2 separate regions of the Sus scrofa genome follow, and region 1 is linked to region 2. The links are chromatin contacts, called in public HiChIP or PLAC-seq maps. All regions are on one chromosome and are shown on one strand. Each heading gives the region's core, a stretch centred on a gene start, on an enhancer-like site or on the middle of the called end of the contact. The rest is flanking DNA. Distances are from core to core; before and after follow the strand shown. Region 1 holds the start of HPDL (4-hydroxyphenylpyruvate dioxygenase-like protein). Region 2 holds the start of NASP (nuclear autoantigenic sperm protein).

Evidence for each region. HiChIP or PLAC-seq counts read pairs in DNA pulled down with a chosen protein or histone mark.
Region 1: a contact with region 2 is called in an H3K27ac HiChIP or PLAC-seq map of skeletal muscle. The contact joins the promoter of HPDL here to the promoter of NASP in region 2. A contact is called at or near these places in 1 of 47 Hi-C or Micro-C datasets (epiblast stem cells) and 2 of 2 datasets of contacts at active chromatin or transcription factors (alveolar macrophages and skeletal muscle).

What each region holds. Positions count from the first base shown.
Region 1 is chr6:166,011,178-166,016,418 of Sscrofa11.1, reverse strand. HPDL (4-hydroxyphenylpyruvate dioxygenase-like protein) reads left to right here and starts at 1,368. Exons shown (of 1, transcript XM_003128048.4): 1 at 1,368-3,829. The coding sequence starts at 1,949. The coding sequence ends at 3,460. It overlaps MUTYH (adenine DNA glycosylase), which reads right to left. Exons shown (of 16, transcript XM_021096748.1): 16 at 4,228-4,421. The coding sequence ends at 4,290.
Region 2 is chr6:165,803,581-165,808,643 of Sscrofa11.1, reverse strand. It overlaps NASP (nuclear autoantigenic sperm protein), which reads left to right and starts at 3,666. Exons shown (of 14, transcript XM_021096741.1): 1 at 3,666-3,875. The coding sequence starts at 3,817.

The DNA.
Region 1 (5,241 bases), core at 119-2,618, 210 kb before region 2:
CTCTCCAGGTAGGAAGTGCTGTGCAGAGGGCTGTGTCTGTTCCTTCTGTCGGTACCCAGAGCCCTTGAGTAGAAATTCCTTCTCCTGGACCGAAGGCCTAGAAGCACTAGCGCGTCTCCTTTGGGGCCCTCATCATGATAACTGGGGCAGAACATAGACCTTTTTTTCCTTTTCTTTTCTTTGGCGGCACCTGCGGCATGCGGAAGTTACCAGGGCCAGGGACTGAACTCGAGCCACAGCTGAAACGTAGCAGTAACAAAACCAGATCCTCAACCCACTGAGCCAGGGAATTCTGAGCATAGCCTGTTCTGAACCAATCCTCTCAGAGCCCTATTCCCAGGGCCCCTTCTCTTAGAATCCCCTCCCAGGGCTCAGGCCTAGGGAGACGCAGCCCTTTGTATGCCCCGACCCCACCAGCAGGCCCAGGTTCATAGGCTAAAACCTGGATCTCTTTCCGGACTGCACCACAATTTCATTTAATCACAGCAACCCTATGAAGTAGGTACCATTATTATTCCCATTTTTTTAACAGAAGAAACTGAAGCTCAGAGACGTTAAGCAACTTACCCAAAGTCATACAGCTAGGAAGTGTTGGAAGTGGATTTTAAACTCAGGTCTGTCTGGCTTTTGGAGCCCATGTTCTCGGATTCACTGGTCTGTGGAGCAGCACCAAGCGTCTTTCACTGACCAGCTTCTGAGTACTGAGTCTTTTCTTCTAAGCCCTGTCCCCTCATCACATCCTTTTCCCCTCTGGCCAGTGAAACTCAACAGTCGTTATCACCCCAGGCTGCCTGACAGAGGACTTTCATTTGCAGTGCCTTTGCATCCGTCCCTACCGCCTCCCCAACCTTATGCTCCGTTGCGCCTCTGAGGGTTTGGCTCACATTCCTCGCTGAGCTTTTGTTTATGCTACATGCCCTTCCAGGAATGCCCTTCCAAATCCTTGAGGTGCTACCAGGTGATTTTCCAGAAGGCTCCTAACTTCCTCATCCGGTGATCTGCAAAGTGTGTCTGCCTGGTACACAGTCAGGAAGCTGCAAAGAGCAAGGAGGGCTTGGGTGTCGTGGTTTTTTTTGTTTGTTTGTTTGTTTGTTTGTTTTTGTCTTTTTGCCTTTTCTAGCGCTGCTCTCGCGGCATATGGAGGTTCCCAGGTGAGGCGTCTAATCGGAGCTGTAGCTGCCAGCCTACACCACAGTCACAGCAACGCGGGATCTGAGCTGCTTCTGCAGCCTACACCCCAGCTCACAGCAATGCCAGATCCTGAACCCACTGAGCAAGGCCAGGGATCGAACCCGAATCCTCGTTCCTAGTCGGATTCGTTAACCACTGCGCCAGGACGGGAACTCGGGGATGGAAACTTCATGGATTCTAGCCGGATTCGTTTCCGCTGCCCCACAACAGGAACTCCAAGAAGGGCTTGTTCTAAGTCCTGATAGGGTCGGGGCTGAGAAAGGTCACCCATGCAGTTACTCCGTTCAGATCCCGAGCGACCACCTCTTTCTCCCAATCTTGTTGGGACAAGAGGTAAAAGATGTTAAACGGAGAATGGGGTTGAGGAAAGAGAAAAATGCAGCTGAGAGACTTCCCAAGAGAAAGGTGAGAAGCATGTCGTAGCTGTATAAATGGCCCATCTTCCTATAAACATCGATTTCTCTGGACCATTATAGGAAGGAATGAAAATCTGTAACAAAACATTTTAATATTTTTTACGTTGGAAAGGACATTAGGACTTAAAAGCAAATTCTCCAAAAAATTTAAGCTCAAACATGAAATTGCTAAGGAATTCGTGCTTACAGGGGAAGAATGTGGGCTCTTCTCCCAACCAGGGCTGAAACCTTCGCTCTAAGTGGGAGCCCGCTGCCTGGCACCCAGTGAAGGCAGCTATTGTGATCTCCAGGGTCCGGGGAAGGGTGGCTCAGGGGCCAAGAGTGTGGCTCAGCCAGAGGCCATGGGAAGGTCAGGGCCCAAGGCTGCGGCCCAGAGGCCGTGGGAAGGGGCAGTCCTTCTCCCCTCGCCGGGGACAGGAGTCTGGGCGGGCGGAGGGCGGAGTCACTGGCTCCGCCCTCCCTCGCTCCTGCTGGGTCCCAGCCCTTGCTCCGCGTGGTTCTCAGGTCCCCCTGGTGGTCCCCAGGCAGCTCCAGTGAGGGGGGCACAACAGGGGGAACTGCGAGCCCCAAGGGGTCTGTCTGCGGCTTCTCCCGGAAAAAGACCGAGGCACGCACTCTGCGAGCAAAAGCGGACTCCCACCGGCTTCCGACGACAAGCCGGGGACCTGAGGATCGCGGAGTCCACGACCCGTGAGCGACCCCAGGGGAAGGACAGGAGGGACGCCGACCGGACCGCCATGGCCGCGCCTGTCCGCCGTCTGTGCCATGTCGCCTTCCACGTGCCCGCGGGGCAGCCCCTCGCCCGGGATCTGCAGCGCTTCTTCGGTTTCCGGCCCCTGGCGGTGAGGGAAGCCGATGGCTGGCGGCAGCTGGCCCTGCGCAGCGGCGACGCGGTCTTTTTGGTGAACGAGGGCGCCGGGCCTGGGGAGCCGCTGTACAGCCTGGACCCGCATCACGCGGTGCCCGGTGCGACCAACCTGTGCTTCGACGTGGCTGACGTGGGCGCTGCAGCTCGGGCGCTAGCCGCGCTGGGCTGCAACGTGCAGGTGCCTCCGGTGACCGTGCAGGATGCACAGGGCGCCGCCACCTACGCCGTGGTCGGCTCGCCCGCCGGCAACCTCAGCCTGACGCTGCTGGAGCGCCCCGGCTTCTGCGGGCCCTTTCTCCCCGGCTTTCGGCCCGTGTCCTCTGTACCCGGCCCGGGCTGGGTCACCCACGTGGACCACCTGACCTTGGCCTGCCCTCGCAGCAGCTCCCCCAAAATAATGCGCTGGTTCCACGACTGTCTAGGATTTCACCACCTGCCGCTGAGCCCAGGTGAGGATCCAGAGCTGGGCCTGGAGGTGGCAGCAGGGTCTGGGCGCGGTGGTCTGAGGCTCACCGCCCTGCAGGCTCCGACTGGCAGTGCCGTCCCAACCCTAGTGCTGGCAGAGTCCCTGCCTGGGTCTCTCCGTGGTCGGGACCAAGTGGAGCAGTTCCTAGCCCAGAATGGGGGACCTGGACTGCAGCACGTGGGGCTGTACACGCCCAACATCATGGAAGCCACTGAGCGGGTAGCAGGGGCCGGGGGTCAGCTCCTGACGCCTCCTGAGGCCTACTACCAGCAGCCGGGCAAGGAGAAGCAGATCCTGGCTGCAGGGCACGAGCCTCGCCTGCTGGCCCGACACGGGGTCCTGCTGGATGGAGATGAAGGCAAGTTTCTGCTTCAGGTCTTCACCAAGTCCCTTTTTGCAGAGGACACTTTCTTCCTGGAGCTGATTCAGAGGCAAGGGGCCACAGGCTTTGGCCAGGGCAACATCCGGGCCCTGTGGCAGTCTGTGCAGGAGCACGCTGCCAGGGTCTGCGAAGCCTGAGAAGGGCAGAAGCTGGGTGCAGCCGCTTGTCCTGGACCCTGGGAAGGCCAGCGCAGGGCCTGCAGCTGAGAAGACCTGGAGTGAGATGTTTTGTCTTTAGGGCCAGGTGCAGCCTCCATCTCACGGGTACCTGCCAGTAGCTGGATCTCTCAGTGAGGTCCAAAGAGGTGGGATTTTTTTTTTTAACTATGAAATGTTTCTCACATTGTATCTAATATATGCAAAATGTCAGGAATAAGGGAATTACACAATTAGGAAATAGAACATAACCAATACTTATGAAACCTTCTCTGTATTGTGTGCTCCTCTGATCCCATTTCGACCACGGCCCTGATGTTGTAATTAAAAATGCTTGGTTTTTCTGTGTTGTTTCACTGCCTATGTAATGTATCCCTAAAATGATGTATTGAGGTAGGAGTCTAAGACAAAACAAATCCTCCTCTGTGCGTCCCCTCTCCCTAGGGAGCAGCCACTGCGGGTAGGAGGGGCTGAGCCCAAACACTCGCAATCCGCAGCTCCAATCAGAGCTGACCGGAGGCCTGGGCAGAGCGCTGGATGTCAGCCCCTGGCAGGAGCTCCCTGCAGCTGCCTTGTACCGGGGTTGAGGGAGGACAGATCACTCAGGGCGGGACACCTGCCTCCTCCATCTGCCCGGGGCTGCCTAGGAGCTCAGCAGTGGGAGTCAGGACCAAGCAGACTGGACCGCATTCTGGGTCCCTCAGAGGTGAGGCGGGAGGGGCTACGGCGAGGGTGGAAGGTCTCCAAGATGATTACAAAAATAAGCACTTTATTAAACAAGATTCTCAGGGGATGAGAACTAACAGAGGCATCACTGGGCTGTACTGTCGAGGCTGGGTGCATCAGCGGGGATGGGGGGCCGCAGGAAATTATCCAGGACTTGCTGGCCTGGGCTGGGCTTTTTCCGTCTGGACAGGGTGGACACCTGGGATTTTTTGGAAGCCTGTGCAGAAGCCGAACGAAGGAGGTACCGAGGGGGCAGCAGAGCGTCGTCTTCTGCCCCCTACCCTACACTGATCTAGCTCGGGTTCTAGCCTGAGTATTGTAGCCCGTTTCCAATACCTACCTCCTCGATCAACTCTCTAGAAGACAGCCTTATAGTCTTCCTAAAATGCAAATCTGACTCCTCTCCCCTAAAATGCTTCAGTGGCCTGGCGTTCACAGCTCTGACGGGCCTGGGCAGGCCCTGCTGACAGCCCCAGCGAAAGCAAATGCTCACAGCTCCGCAGGTGCTGCAGACTGCACCGTGCCCCACCTTTGCTCACACCACTCTCGGGCCCTTACTGCTGATTCCCCTGCCAAACCTGGAGGAAATCATTCGTCTCTAGGACCCAGGTGACCAGCCAATTCTTCCGAGCAGAGCAGCTACTCCTGACTCTTGCCTCTGAGATTGAAACCAGAGCTCCCACCTCGCATCTCACAAAATCCAGCACATAAATCCCACACACCTGTGACACCACTGTCTCTGACACTTGCTCTGGTCCCCTCTCTACCCTGGACCCAGATTGGAAGGTCTCCAGGTCAAGAACTATTCCTCTCGGGAGTTCCCTTCGGGCTCTGCGGTTCACGAACCCAACTAGGATCCATGAGGATGCGGGTTCAATCCCTGGCCTCGCTCAGTGGGTTAAGGATCCAGTGTTGCCATGAGCTGTAGTGTAGGTCACAGACATGGCTCGGATCTGCTGTGGCTGTGGCTGTCGTGCAGGCTGGCAGCTGTAGCTCTGATTCAATCCCTAGCCTGGGAACTTCTATATACCATGGGT
Region 2 (5,063 bases), core at 2,417-4,916:
GATCCTTAACCCACTGACCGAGGCCAGGGATCAAACCTGAATCTTCATGGATACTAGTTGGGATCGTTAACCACTGAGCCATGACAGAAACTCCCTAATGATGTCTTTTTTTTTTTTTTGGTCTTTTTGCTATTTCGTGGGCCGCTTTCGCGGCATATGGAGGTTCCCAGGCTAGGGGTCGAATCGGAGCTGTAGCCACCAGCCTACACCAGAGCCACAGCAACGCGGGATCCGAGCCGCGTCTGCAACCTACACCACAGCTCACAGCAACGCTGAATCGTTAACCCACTGAGCAAGGGCGGGGACCGAACCCGCAACCTCATGGTTCCTAGTCGGATTCGTTAACCACTGCGCCACGATGGGAACTCCCCTTAGCATTTCTCCATTGACATCTTTGTCTAATCACTGGGCAGTAGAGTGAATGTCTACTACAAAGTGAAATTGCTAATCTTCAAGAGATACTTTACAAAGCAATGGAAGTGATGTTGGGAACTTACCATGTTATACCTAAAGTCATCGAAAAGCGAGGATCTGACAGTTAACTGAGAAAGAAAACCCAGGATGAGGATACCGGACTTCAAAAGAGATTTCAAAAGGGAATGGGTATAAATTTATTTGTTCAACTTACCATCTTTAACCAGAAGTCTTTCCTAAGTCTTGTTAAATATAATTTTAAAATATTCCCCTAAGATAAAGTCCCATGTATCCTCATTACTTACTATGAAATCTTGGTTCCTATTTTAGGAACGTCTATTTTAAGTGACATTTCCTCCAGTTCTAATTATGATTATACTATGATTGCTTCATTCATTCACTCAGCAAGTTCATTTTGGACACCTAGTGTGCGTCAACCACTGTTGAATGCATTGGGGATCTAGCTGTAAGCAAGACAGGAAAAGTCACATGGAGCCTGTATACTTAGAAGGGGTGAGAATAAAACAAGACAAAAGTAAATAACTTTTTCATTATTATTTTTTTAGGACCACACCTGTGGCATATGGAAGTTCCCAGGCTAGGGGCTGAATCAGAGCTGCAGCTGCTGGCCTATGCCACAGTCACAGCAACAGGGTATCCAAACCCCATCTGTGACCTACCACAGTTTGCGGCAATGAGCGAGGGCCAGGGATCCGAACCTGCATCTTCATGGATACTAGTCAGGTTCGTTTCCACTGAGCCACAACAGGAACTCCACAAGTAAATAACTTTAGTTTTTTTTTTTTTTTTTTTTTTTGGTCTTTTGTTGTTGTTGTTGCTATTTCGTGGGCCGCTCCCGCGGCATATGGAGGTTCCCAGGCTAGGGGTTGAATCGGAGCTGTAGCCACCGGCCTACGCCAGAGCCACAGCAACGTGGGATCCGAGCCGCATCTGCAACCTACACCACAGCTCACGGCAACGCCGGATCGTTAACCCACCGAGCAAGGGCAGGGACCGAACCCGCAACCTCATGGTTCCTAGTCGGATTCGTTAACCACTGAGCCACGACGGGAACTCCAACTTTAGATTTTGATAAGTATAATGGCAAGAGATGATAGGGCTAGGCTTGGATCTGAGTGACGGTAGTAAAAACTGAACGTAGATAGATTTAAAATCCATTTTTTTGTTTGTCTTTTTGTCTTTTTAGGGCCGCACCTGCAGCATATGGAAGCACCTGGGCTAGGGGCTCAATCAGAGCTGCAGCTGCCAGCCTACACCGCAGCCACAGCCATGCCAGATCTGAGTCACATCTGTGACCTATGGAGCAGCTTGCAGCAATGCCAGATCCTTAACCCAACTGATGGAGGTCAGGGATCAAGCCCGCATCTTGATGGATACTAGTTGGGATCTTAAACCACTGACCACAGTTAAAACTCCTAAAATCCTTTTTAAAATATATATTTTAAAATAAAACTGAGTTCCTCAATGGCAGACACCATGTTTTTTGTCCTTAGAACAAAGCCATGGCTCAGTGGTTAAAGAATCCAACTAGGAACCATGAGATTGTGGGTTCAATCCCTGGCCTTGCTCGGTGAGTTAAGGATCTGGCGTTGCCCCGTGAGCTGTGGTGTAGGTCGCAGACGTGGCTCGGATCCCATGTTGCTGTGGCTATGGTATAGGCTGGCAGCTACAGCTCTGATTCAACCCTTAGCCTGGGAACCTCCATATGCTGCGGGAGCAGCCCCAGAAAAGGCAAGAGGACAAAAAACAAACAAAAAAACCAAAAAAACCCCCAAAGCCTTGTGAATCACAATTGTTCAGTGACTTTAATGAATGAGTGGGTCACACAAAGTTTTGGACTGGATTTCTCAGGCCTTACCCCTGGCTGCAAGGACTCTGGAGAGAGTGTCCTTCTCTAGAGCCCAGTGTTCCAGTACTGTGTCACCAGACTATGGTAGCCATTTAGTAAATGGTTAGCATGACACAGGCATAGTGCTGATTGTTGAAGCAAGCATTATCTCTAAGTCTCACAGTATTCTTAAAGAGTGGATACTAATATTGTCCTCATTTTATGCAGTCTTCTAAGGTTACATGACTGGGCTCAGGTAACCCAGCTAAAAACAGAGCCCACGTTTACTTGCTACAGGAATTTGCCATTTGCAGGTCTAGCTCCATATCCCCAAAGATTTCAAACTGCCTGAGTCTTGGCAGACTGGGATTCAAATCCTCCCTAGCCATCTTTCCCAGTATGTCTGAACCTGGATGGAAATGAAATTCCTGTTCTAATCGCTGTAGGCAAGGCCATGGTGGAAGGCAATGCATGACGCTCCAGGTGTGAGGAAGTACAATCAATTCAGCCTGCCAGGTATCTTCCATTCAGCCAGTTGCAGGAAACGAATCACATTACTTTCCATAAACGACTTGTCTTGCAACTTTCTGAGCAAGTCACACCTTCTCCGAACCTTGGTTTCTATTATTACCAAAGGGGTCTGATAACACCGTTGTCACTAGCAGCGTTGCTGTTAAGATTAAGGAAGACAGCTGATAGCTTTAAAGTGTCCAAGTACAGCACCCTCGCACATAAGGGACAAAAAAAAAAAAAAAAAAAAAGATAAACTGCAGCTAGGAACATACAAAAAGAGCTAGTTAGATTTGGAGTCTGGGTAGGGCCTAAGAGGATGGCATCAGCGGATTGGGCCAGCCCAAGGGGGCGGGTTCAGAGGGAGGAGCCCGCCGCGTCCTGCCTCAGCCCTGAGCTTTGAATCCAGCGCGGTAGTTTCAGCAGTGGCCAATCCTAGGACAGCTTCTTCTCGCGTCAGCTGTTGCTGAGGCTCTGAACCACGCGTCTCTTCACCCGATCAGTTCTAGCCGTTGCTGCTGTATCCGTGCTCTGCTCCTGCGTGTCCATCCGTTACGACTGAGAGGGCGGGCCGAAAGTCTCAGTTACCTCCCTGAAAATCCAGGCTAGAAAGAGACTCTCGACGACTCGCTCTAAATATGCAGAGCAGCACCAGCTTCCCCTCCTCTGGAAGCCTCTGGCCGAGGTCCAGTCAGGAGCTATAGTACCAAGATTCTCGTTCTTTTTTATACGCGACTTGCTAGAGAAGCAGGAAGTAGCTTTTTTCGAGGAAGGCGGGACAGGGACGAAAGGTACACTGCAGAACCAGTGAGGGCGGGGTATGTCCTTGGGCTGGATTGGGGCTGAGTCCTGGCCCTTTAAACTCGAGGGGGAGGGTCCGGAAGTGGATGGGCGGAGCGAAGGCCCCGGTATATAAGAGGACCCAGCCGCGCGGGGTCTCCAATCTGCCATTTTCTGTCCCCGGTTAAGTCCTAGGCTTTCCTAATTCCCTGTTTTTCTCACAGGCTCTGTTCCGTCCGCTGGTCCACCGTCTCAGGGTAACGATGGCCGCAGAGTCCACCGCTACTGCCGCCATCACCACGGAGCTGGTTTCCGCCGACAAGTAAGCTGGACGGTAGAGAGCTTGAGGCACTGGCCAGTCCGCGGAGAGGGGGTGGTGGACGGAGGCTCCGCGGGAGGGACAGACCGGAGGGTGGGAGGACGTGCCTCCCCGTGAGGCACGGTCGCTATCACCGGGAGGCCCTGACACGGGAGCAGCCCACCTCTTGCAGAGGACCGTGCTCCGCAGCAGGAACACCGGTCGCCTGGCGCCCCCTGCCCCGCATTTTGCGGCCGCCATCTTGCCGGGGGCAGCGGCGGCAGTTTCCATCGCCTGCCCCTCTCCTTCCTTCCCCGGCCCGGGGCTCTCGGCGGGGCCCCGGCGTGGCAGTGGGCCCTCACGCCCTGGTGTCCCCCCACTCCGGGGCCTCCGATAGGATCCTCAAACAACTCAGGAAAACAACCCACGGAGATTTGGCGCCAAAAAAAAAAAGGGAAAAAAAAAAAACCCTGCACGAGGAGGGAGGCCGGGCCGGTGGGTCGGAGGGGGCGGGGCCTCCCGGGGGCGGGGTCGTGCGCTCGCGAGCTCGCCGCCCTCCGCCCGCCCCGGAGCGGGGGGCGGGCCCCGGAGGAGGCGGGAAAACTCCATTGTTTGGGGCCGTGCGGCTCGCCCTGCCCCTCGGACTTCCGCGGCGGGGCGCGTGGACGCCTGTTCCCGCGGTCTCCCGGGTCGCTCTGTCCTCTTCTCCTTAGGTGGCCGTGTTCTTGGTTACTGTTTCTTTTCTGTGGCTCTTTGGGAGTTGGGAGTTCTGGCGAGGGGCTTGGCTGCTGCTGGGGGACCTTATCGGGGAGCGAAGCACCTCGTAGCTCTGCGTGGAGGTCTCCTCGCTTGCAGCGGTGTCGGGTTGCTAGGAGAATGGGCGAAGTATAATGGAAGGACTGGAGGGGTGATAGAAGACGTGAGTGCTGCGAAAGCAGCGCAGTGACACTCAGACACAGGTATTTTTCGAACAGTGAAAGAAAACTGGCTGTTTCATTCGAAGAAAAAGAATCCACATTATTATGTGGCAGAGTCTGGAGTAAACCCCAGTATTTTGTTTATTCCCTCATTATTTATCCCCCCTCCCCAAAGCTTACTTGAGAGGAAATTGCATGAAAACCTAGTTGAAGAGAACAATAAAGGCAGCATTCCTCAGTTAAGTAAGTTCCTGAGGCAATAAAGAGGTAAAGCTTTTAAGATGTTTGAGGGGGA